Regions from separate parts of the Muntiacus reevesi genome. Here region 2 is linked to region 1. The links are chromatin contacts, called in public Hi-C maps. All regions are on one chromosome and are shown on one strand. The core of a region is the stretch at or near the end of the contact, and the rest is flanking DNA. Distances in the headings are between cores, read along the strand shown. Region 1 holds the start of SNAP29 (synaptosome associated protein 29). Region 2 holds the start of LOC136146024.

Evidence for each region. A called contact is a pair of places that touch in the nucleus more often than the background predicts.
Region 2: a Hi-C map of blood shows a contact between it and region 1, with 4 times the contacts expected there. The contact joins the promoter of LOC136146024 here to the promoter of SNAP29 in region 1. A contact is called at or near these places in 2 of 3 Hi-C or Micro-C datasets (blood and muscle).

Annotation. Positions count from the first base shown.
Region 1 is chr13:893,068-897,552 of mMunRee1.1, forward strand. SNAP29 (synaptosome associated protein 29) reads right to left here and starts at 2,928. Exons shown (of 5, transcript XM_065904585.1): 1 at 2,521-2,928. The coding sequence starts at 2,757. PI4KA (phosphatidylinositol 4-kinase alpha) reads left to right here and starts at 3,136. Exons shown (of 55, transcript XM_065904409.1): 1 at 3,136-3,351. The coding sequence starts at 3,181.
Region 2 is chr13:1,056,458-1,060,576 of mMunRee1.1, forward strand. It overlaps LOC136146024, which reads left to right and starts at 2,362. Exons shown (of 7, transcript XM_065904845.1): 1 at 2,362-2,424; 2 at 2,563-2,826; 3 at 3,065-3,256; 4 at 3,459-3,582. The coding sequence starts at 2,362. LOC136146003 (a long non-coding RNA gene) reads left to right here. Exons shown (of 3, transcript XR_010658884.1): 2 at 8-119; 3 at 1,119-1,992.

The sequences.
Region 1 (4,485 bases), core at 1,678-4,177:
ACGTGGGACACAAACAGGCAAAGGCCCGGCATCAGGGGACTGGCTGCAGAGACACAGGTCATCCACTAGAGGGACCACGACACAGTCCAGAGAACAGAGAGTGCAAGAATTCCCTGGCGATTCAGTGGTTAGGGCCCTGTGCTTCCACTGTTGGGTCTGGGTTTGATCCCTGGTGGGGAACTAAGATTCTACAGGCGGCAGGGTGGGAAAAGCAGCAGGTCTCACGTTGCTAGGCAAATGCCCTCCACCCTGCTAAACAATGTGCCATCTAGAACATACAGAACACTTCTGCTCAAGTTAAAATTGAAGGGGCAGAAGTAAGTGGCTGGGAGCGGGGAGGCAGGGTGGAAGGAGCCTTTGCAGCCTTCCACGTGTCCTCTGCTTTGAAGGCTATGACTGGATTATTGTCACAGAAATTAAAACTCAGGAAAAGAGAAGAAACAAAGCGTGCCTGTGAAAGAGAGAGTCGGGTGGCCCACAAGTCTCTGTGGTTCTGGACGGTGCTCCTCAGGCAGGCCCACTTTGCCTCAGTCCTCTGGGGTCAGGACCCGAGGCATTCCTGAGAGGTGACCGCTGCAGGTTTCTCACGAGAAGGGCAGCTCTCCCTTGAGAGGTGACCTGAGTGACTTTCCCGCTGCTGCCACACTGGGCCTTAATTATGACCTTCCTGACCTAAAAAAAGTCAAGTCTCAACCCTTCAAAAATTGTGTCCTGTTGTGACATGTCTCAGTGCTGGGTATGTGGTGGGTTCCCATCTGAGTCGGGAGGTTAGTGGATCAGGTGACTTGGATCAGCTGGGACAGAGCTCACCCCAACTCCCAGGAAAATAAAAGAGTCATGAGAGAGATTTAGAACACTTGGAGAGTATGGGGTGGGGTGGGGTGGTGTGGGGTGCTTCCAAGAGCCGATGAATGAGAACTGATTCAGCCCTGGGCAGTGTCAGTGGGTGATAACATGATGACAGAGCCTGGTACCTGCCCAGTCCCCATCACGCTGCACCTCTTGGACAACACCTGGCTTGGCCAGGTCAAGCCTCACGGCCTGAGGAGTCGCTCCGTCATTGCTCTCATGGTCCCCATCATTGGAGAGAAGGACCCTGGCGGGTGGCATGGGGCCTGTCCCCACAGTCCCTGTGTTTTTGGCACTCCCGACCTTCCCTCTGACTGCACCAGGTCCCAAGCTCCTCCTCCAGGCCCTTTCCTGGAAGCTCCCCGGGCAGCACTTCCCTGCTCAGGAGCCCCGGAGCTGCAGGGCCTGGCCGGTGTGCAACTTGGCTCCTCTCTCTCAGGAACGTCTCTCCTCCTCTAATCTACACCTGAGCCATAGAAGTCAGATTCCAAGGTCTTCTCTGCTTCGGTATTCTTCTTGTTCCTCTGGCTTCCTACTTCACCTGTTCTCAGTTGTCAGAGAGGCCTTTTTAAACAGTTCTCTGTTGACATTCTTTGGCCTGGGCCCTTTAACCATGCGACCCTTCCACCTGGGCCCTAAGACCTCAGGGAATCCTCCCAAATGTAAGTCAACACCTTCTATTTAGATTCCAACATAGGAATCCAGCAAACACAAGATAAACTCCCTTAGCGAGGCTAAAGACAGGCAGGATGGGCCAATTAAGGATACGGCAACAAGAAGTGGCAGTGGGAGAATGCTGGGATGGACCTCAAAATCCTAAGAGACTGCAAGTGACCAGCTCTGAGAGAAGTGTGCCAAAAGAGAAAATTATGAAAAGATGCAGTGAAAAAAACAATGAGCTACGAATGCTTAAAGTTAACTATTTTTAGCTGATATAGCAATAACTTTCCTGTTATTACATTCTTAAGAACATTTAAAAATAAGGCCCAATCTCAGCGTTTCATTAGTGGGCTGGGGCGGGAACTGCAGTGGCTAAGAAACAACAGCTCTCACCCAAGGTCCTAGCACCTCTGAAACCACCTGTGGATGCGGAGGAGGAGGACAGGTGAGCTGCTGCCGCAGAGTCACAGACCGCACCTGTATGGCTAGGACGTCTTGGCTGGGATGGGCAAGGAAACCTAAGGGCCTGGAGACTCGACCCGACTCGGACTCCGGGGCACTCAGCAGCGTCCAGGCAGACAAGACCCCTCTGTTCCCCTTTCGGCGAGCTGGAGGGGCGCTCGGTGCCAGAAAGAACCCAAAGACCCATCTCCTCGGATGCCTGACACCACAGGCGCAGGAGGAAGGGCTGAAGCCCCCGGGCCCCGGCCTCTGCCCAGGAGACGTGTAAAAGGAACAGACACTCCACGTCCCTAACCGGGTTCTGCTGTCCAGAGTCTCTACCTACCCGAACCGGACGGCGTGGACATGCCTCTCGACAACAAGTAGGAAAAAACAACACTCCGGCGGACTAACCTCCAGAGGTCGCCGGGAGCAAACCGCCCCTACGGGCGTGAAGACGGCGTCTCTCACCGTCGCTGACAGGCTGTCACCGACCGTCCAGTCACCAGAGCTCACGACCCGTCCTGGCTGACCGGGCGAGCCCCCCACCGCCGGAGACAGCGCACTCACCTCGGCGGAGGCGACCCCGATCTTCTCGGACTCGTACATGAGCGACAGGGACCTGCCGGTGCTGGCGGCCGTGGCCTCGGCCCGGCGCAGAGCCTCCTGCCGCAGGGCCGTCTGCCGGTCGGTGGGCGCGCCGGGCCCGTCCGCGAGGTCGCGGCTGTCCGACCACGGCGCCGGCCGGGCGTCCTCGTCCTCCGCGTCCTCGTCGAACGGGTTGTAGCTCCGTGGGTAGGCTGACATGGCGCCGGCGCTCGGCCCGGGACGGGCGGGAGGAGTCTGGTGCGGTCGAGGCGAGGTGAACGCTTGAGTCGCGGGCAAGAAAACGCCGCCGCCGTCACCTCGCCGAAGGCCTGAGAAAGCGTCCGCCAGCCTGCCTCAGGCGCCTCGCGAGCTGCTTCCGCCTGTGGCGCGCGGAGGCCCCGCCCCCGGAATCGACCATCGTGCCCCGCGGTGGGGAGGTTCACGCCCGTCACGCGCCGCGCAACAGCCGGCCGCGAGGCTCCTGGCTCCCCCTCGGTGGTGGATCCGCCCGAGGCCACGCCCCGCCGGCGTCGGCCAGCGAGAGGTCACGTGGCGGGGCAGCCGGATGCGGCCGCGCCTGCGCCGTGCGCCCCGGCGCTCGCGGGCCGAGTGCGGGAAGCCGGCGGGCGGCGCCGCTTCGCGATGATGGCGGCGGCCGCGGCCCGGGGAGCCGGCGGCGTTGGCGGCAGCGGCGGCGGCGGCGGCGGCTTCGGCTCGGGCTCCGGCGCCGGCGCCTCGCGGGGTTTCTACTTCAACACTGTCCTGTCGCTGGCCCGCTCCCTAGCTGTGCAGAGACCGGCATCTCTGGAGAAGGTAGCTTGGCTGCGGGGCGCGGGCTGACAGGAGGAGCGACCCGCGGCGCGGGAGGCGGGACGGAGGTCTGAGGGAGGCCGAGGGCGTCCCGGCGGCCGGAGACGCCGGGGGCTCGTGAGTGAGGAGCCAGCGCGGCGAGGGGCCGCGGGCCGGGGCATCGGCTGGAGTGGTCGGGGCGGGGGGTAGTCCGAGGCCCGTGTGGCGGGCGCGGGCGGGGCCCGGAGATCCGGGCGGGCTGAGGCGCGGGGCTGCCTGGTGACCCCGGCGGGCGGCTCCCCGCCTCGCCGCGATGTTCCGTGACCTTGGGGCGATGCCGCCCGCGGGGCAGGGGCGCTTCTCGGCGCTTTGCCCTGGGCGGTGAAAGGCGGGCGGAGCAGCGTCTCTGAGACGTGGACCCGCTGCGCGATGTTTTTCTCTGCGGCAAGAGGGGGCGTTAGACCGCAGAGCTCAGCTCGGGGGTTCCTTATCTTGGGAGGACGTGAAACGAAGCCCGGAGGGTGCCTGCGACGGTGGCGGAGATGCAACCTTTCGAACGGGAAAGTCCTTGCACCGTTACTGGAGGTTTTCTTGGACAGGTGACCTCAACACTCAGAGCCTCTGGTGTCCTCATCTGTGACACGAAGTTCTTGAGCGTTAGATGAGCTCGAGGAGAAGGTGTCTGGCCCACGTAGGTGCTCAGTGTAGGACAGCTTTCCTCCGCCACCGGGTGTGAGGATGAAGGGGATGACATGACTCTTCCCCGGCTTCCTGGTGGGTGGAAAGAAGCTTATCCAACAGTAGAAGAGCGGTTGGGGGTGGTTTTGTGGCTCTGGGGACGGGTGAAGCTAAAGGGCTGTTGCAGGCACTTTGACAGAGTGACCTGGGTCTTCCTTGACTCCTACTCCTGTAGATTCTCAGACTCACAGGGGGAGCGGGTCTTGGGAAACTGATGCCAGCCTGGCTTCTCAGTCAGAGAAGGAGTGTAATCGAACAGAAGAATATGGGTTGTAGAGATAAGATCACCTGGATTTTAATCCTGTATCATTCACTTCCAGTAGTGTGACTCTGGGCAGCTCAGTTCACCAGTCTGGTTCTCTGCTTTTTCCTGAAAAGTACAAAACACTTGATGAGAGACTTGGGAGGATCCGCGGAATG
Region 2 (4,119 bases), core at 1,112-3,611, 160 kb after region 1:
CGCTCAGGTACTGAAACCGCCCCTCTGTCTGGGGTCGCATACCCACGGCTCTCCGGAGGGTGCCGGGGAAGGTCTGGCTCCCCTGGGGGTCCTGGGACTCCAAGGACGGCAGCCCCCCGGTGAGATTCCTTCCGCGCCCCGCTGTCTAGGAATGGGCCCCTAGCCCCACCCACCCAGGGTTCAGCTTGCTTCCCGCCCTGCGTGTACCGGGGGCGGTGGGAGTCCCTCCTGCTGGCCGCAGGTGCTCTGACGAGGTTGCACTACTGTGCTTTGAGGAGCAGTGCAATGATATTGTCAAAGCATCTGGGACCAGCCTTGGAGACCCCTTCCCCCACACTGCCACTTCCCTTCCCCAGGCCTGCCCCCGGACCTGCACGCCCTCCCCTCCCCCTGCCCAGTTCGCTCCCTTCTCCATGGAAACTTGAGATCCTGGCCAGGCCTGGGCCTCTGGGGTCAGAGGGCACCCTTCCCCCAGGCAGAGGCCCCGCCCCAGTGGGCCTGCATGCCGGGTCTCAGATCCAGGCCGAGCACCGGGAGAGGCGCTGGCAGGCCTGCCTGACACTCTTTCCCTGTTGCACTACTGTGCGCCCCTGGGAAGCAGTGCAATGATGAAAGGGCATCGGTCAGGCCCCGCCCACCACCCACAGCGCCCGGGCAGGGAGTCTGGCCGCCTCACTCCACTAACCAGCAAGGAGGCACAGGTGCGGAGCTGGGCCTGCCGGCCCTCCATTGGAGGATCAGAACGGCAGAGCTGGGAGGTTCTCGCCCAACCTCTCCATCTAGGTTGTGGCTGGACAGGGGGTGGGGCAGACTCAGAAAAGCTATGGTTCGAAGAAGATCTTTGCAACCAACTCCCAGGTAAGACTGAGGGCTCAAGGTTTGGTCAGGACCCTGTGGACAAAGAGGCCCACTGCTTTGCCCGGAGGGTCTGCCTGGGCCTGGCTCAGATCCAGCTTCACCTGCACTGACTTCCTGGGGGTGCCCTGAGCCTGGCCCTCCTGGCATGCCTGGGGAGAACGCTCTGGGTCCTCTGCAGGAGCAGTGCTGGCGGGGGTGGACGGTGGGCTCAGGAAGTGGAGCCCTGTGCCCTCCACCCACGCCCACTTGTTCTCTTACAGGGACGTGTGCTGCCCTGAGCCTGCAGGAGGGACGGCGAGGTGCCCAGCATCCCACCCGCACAGCTGGAATCGGGGGGACTGGAGCCGACCTGCCATGGAGACTGTCCCCAGGCGTGCCTGCAGGTCCCCCTCAGCATCAGGACCAGGCACAAAGGATTTTCATGTGCCCAGTGGCAGCCATTCAAGCCTGTCTCCTTGAGAGGGGGCCCATTCGGGTCTGAAGGGGCATTTGGGAGTACCCTTCATCAATGGCTGTGCCCAGAGGGACAGTGACTTCACCCCCTGCCCTGGGGTAGAAGCCCTGGCTCCCTGGGTAGGATGAGGGGCAATGACACCTGCGCGTCTACCTCCTAGGCCTGACCCCTTGGGGTTCCTCCACCCCATGATCACCTGACTCAGGCCCCCCTTGCTCCTGTGCAAACTCTATACCCCATGGCCAAACACGCCATGCAGCTGTTTCCTGCCTTTGCTGGGAACTCAGGGCTCTGCTCAAGTGTCCCCTCCGAAGGAAAGTCTTCTTGGGCTCCATGGCGCCCAGTGTTCCTCCACCAGGGCCTGTTAGATCACATTTCCACCTGTGGCTGAAGCCCTCTTTAGACCAGCAGCCCCTGAAAGCAGCAAACATTTCGTTTTTGGCAGTGCTCAACATGGCATACTTTTAAAAATCCAAAGAAACATATAAAGCTTGAAGTATTATCAACATAAACATGAAGGGGATGTTAATCAAGGGCCTGCCTGACCTCTCAGGATGCTTGTCCTGGTATTAAAAAGCACATACTATGTATTTTAGAGTCAAGTCCTTAAGTCACAGGTGGCCGGCCAGGCAACAGAATGGAGATTTGGAGGCAGGTGTATCTGAGTCTGTCTGCAGTCCTAGGCAAGATACACAGGCCAGAGCTTCTCCTTCCTTGGAGGAGGGAGATCTCAAAGTGGGAGGAAGTGAAGGCCATCTCCTGTGTTGGGAACAGCTCTGGCTGGTGGTTTGGAGGTTTGGTGGTAGGAGATGAAAAAAATCTCAAGATCTTGGGGCTGACAGGAGGGGGTGTGGGGAGGGGACAGGAACACAGCACTCCAGGGAGCATCCCCCCCCACCCCATCAGAGACTGGAATGGATGGTGGTGTTGGTCCCTGGCCAGGTAGGAGAGGGTAAGTGAGAAGCAGGTTGTGGAGGGTGAAAGAAGCTGCGTTTCTGACGTGTGGAGTGTGAGATGCCTAGGAAACATCTCCCCCTGGGGACACGTACATGCGGGCCAGGATCCCAGGGAACTTGGGGTTCAGTCAGTTCTGGGTTGAGACTACGGAGCGGGTAAGATGTCCAAGAAGGGATGGTGAAGGCCCTCCTGGAGAGGACAGGCTGGAGAAGAAGTCCAGAGAGAAGGTGGAAACTCCGGGGCTCCAGGATTTGTGAGCAGAGAAAAGTCTCCGGGGCATTGACGTCCCTCAGGTCCCCACAGACCCTGAGGAGGGGAGCAGCCAGGATGTGAGGGGCCTGGAGGCAGCCCAGGTCCGAGGGTCTCAGAGATTGCGAGAGTTGGCCGGCCAGGAGCGGGGTGGGCCTCGTCTCGGTGCAGCGCTGCGCGCCCCGTCGAAGCCTGGAGGCGCATGCGCGGAGCGCGGGCATTGTCACGTGCTGCCGTCAGGCTCGCGGTCTCCTGGGAGTGGCCGGAGCGGTCCGGGCGGCGGCGCGCGCGGTGGCTGGGGGACAGCGGTGCGTCCCGGGCCGAGCCCCGAAGGGCAATCGAGTTCCGGCTCTTGGGGCGGAGTGGGGGGCGGGGGCCGCCCCTCCTCTCCCGGGGCCGGTGGGCTGGGTGCGCTCAGACCCCGGGAGTCCCGCCTGGATGGTGGCGGAGCTGCAACACTCGGGGGGCTTCCCTGTCTCCCGGGGCGGGTGGGGTGGGCGCGCCCAGACCCGGGGGGCCCCGCCCCGACAGCCGCTCGGTCCCCAGGCAGCCGAGCCGCCGAAGCCCTCGAGGATGGAGGTCCTGGACGAGTTCGACAGCGAGTTCCCCCAGACTGTGACCTTCTGCCAGCTTATCTCCGAGGAGGACTTTGAGACGCAGGCGGCGACCTACACGGAACGCGCGCTGCGCCGCCTCTTCCGCAGTCTCGACCGCAACCCGGCGCTGGCCGAGCGCGTGGTGCGCAAGGGCAAGCAGGCCGAGTGCGAGCGGCGCGGGCTCCTCTCCTTCCTCTGGGTGCGGCCGGCCGGGCCGGGGCGGGGCGGCCCAGGGTGGGGGCGCGGCCGGGGGCGCCGGCGTGGGCGGCGGGGTGGGGGCTTCCCAGAGGCGGCGGCTCAGGCATCTGGCTTCTTCCCCCCTGCCTCGCCTGCGGCCCTCGCAGGCCAAGGCGTCGTGTGCGGTCCAGGGGGAGCTGAACTGCTGTAACAGCATGGGCGCCCTGGAGATGCACCAGCGCTTGGAACAGCTGAAGAGACGCATCCACCGCGTGCACCTCTACTCCCAGGGTGAGCCCACCGCGCGCTGCGCCGGCCCGCCGGACTCACACCTCCCCGCGGGGCCACAGCGGGCTTTCCACGCCGGCTCGGTCAGTCAGGACCCCTGGAGGCCCGCACACTGTTTGGATGGGAGGCAAATTCGTGTTCACATGGGGACAGGTGAGGGTGGCACTGGAAGGTGGCCGCGTTCACTGCGACACCGGGAAGGCAACTGAGGAAGAGGCCACTCTGTTGACACCCCCCATGTGGTGGGGTGACCTCGCTTTCCCCCCATGCACTGGACTGAAGAACTGTGTTGTCCTTTGGGGAGCCCACTCAGTTTGTGTCCCTTGTCGGGGTCCCCGGTGTATCTGCCTGTTCCCCTCTGCCTGTGTGTCTTGGACGGTTGCTCTGCAGCTGTGATGAGGTTTGGATCTGGTCCTTGGGTGTGTCCATGTTCCGGGTTGTACGGTGAAGGCCTTCGTTGCGCGTCAGAGGCCCTGGCTCACCTGGGCAGGGGTGGGGGTAGCCCCACGGCACTCTTGCACCCAACAGCTGACCCCCACA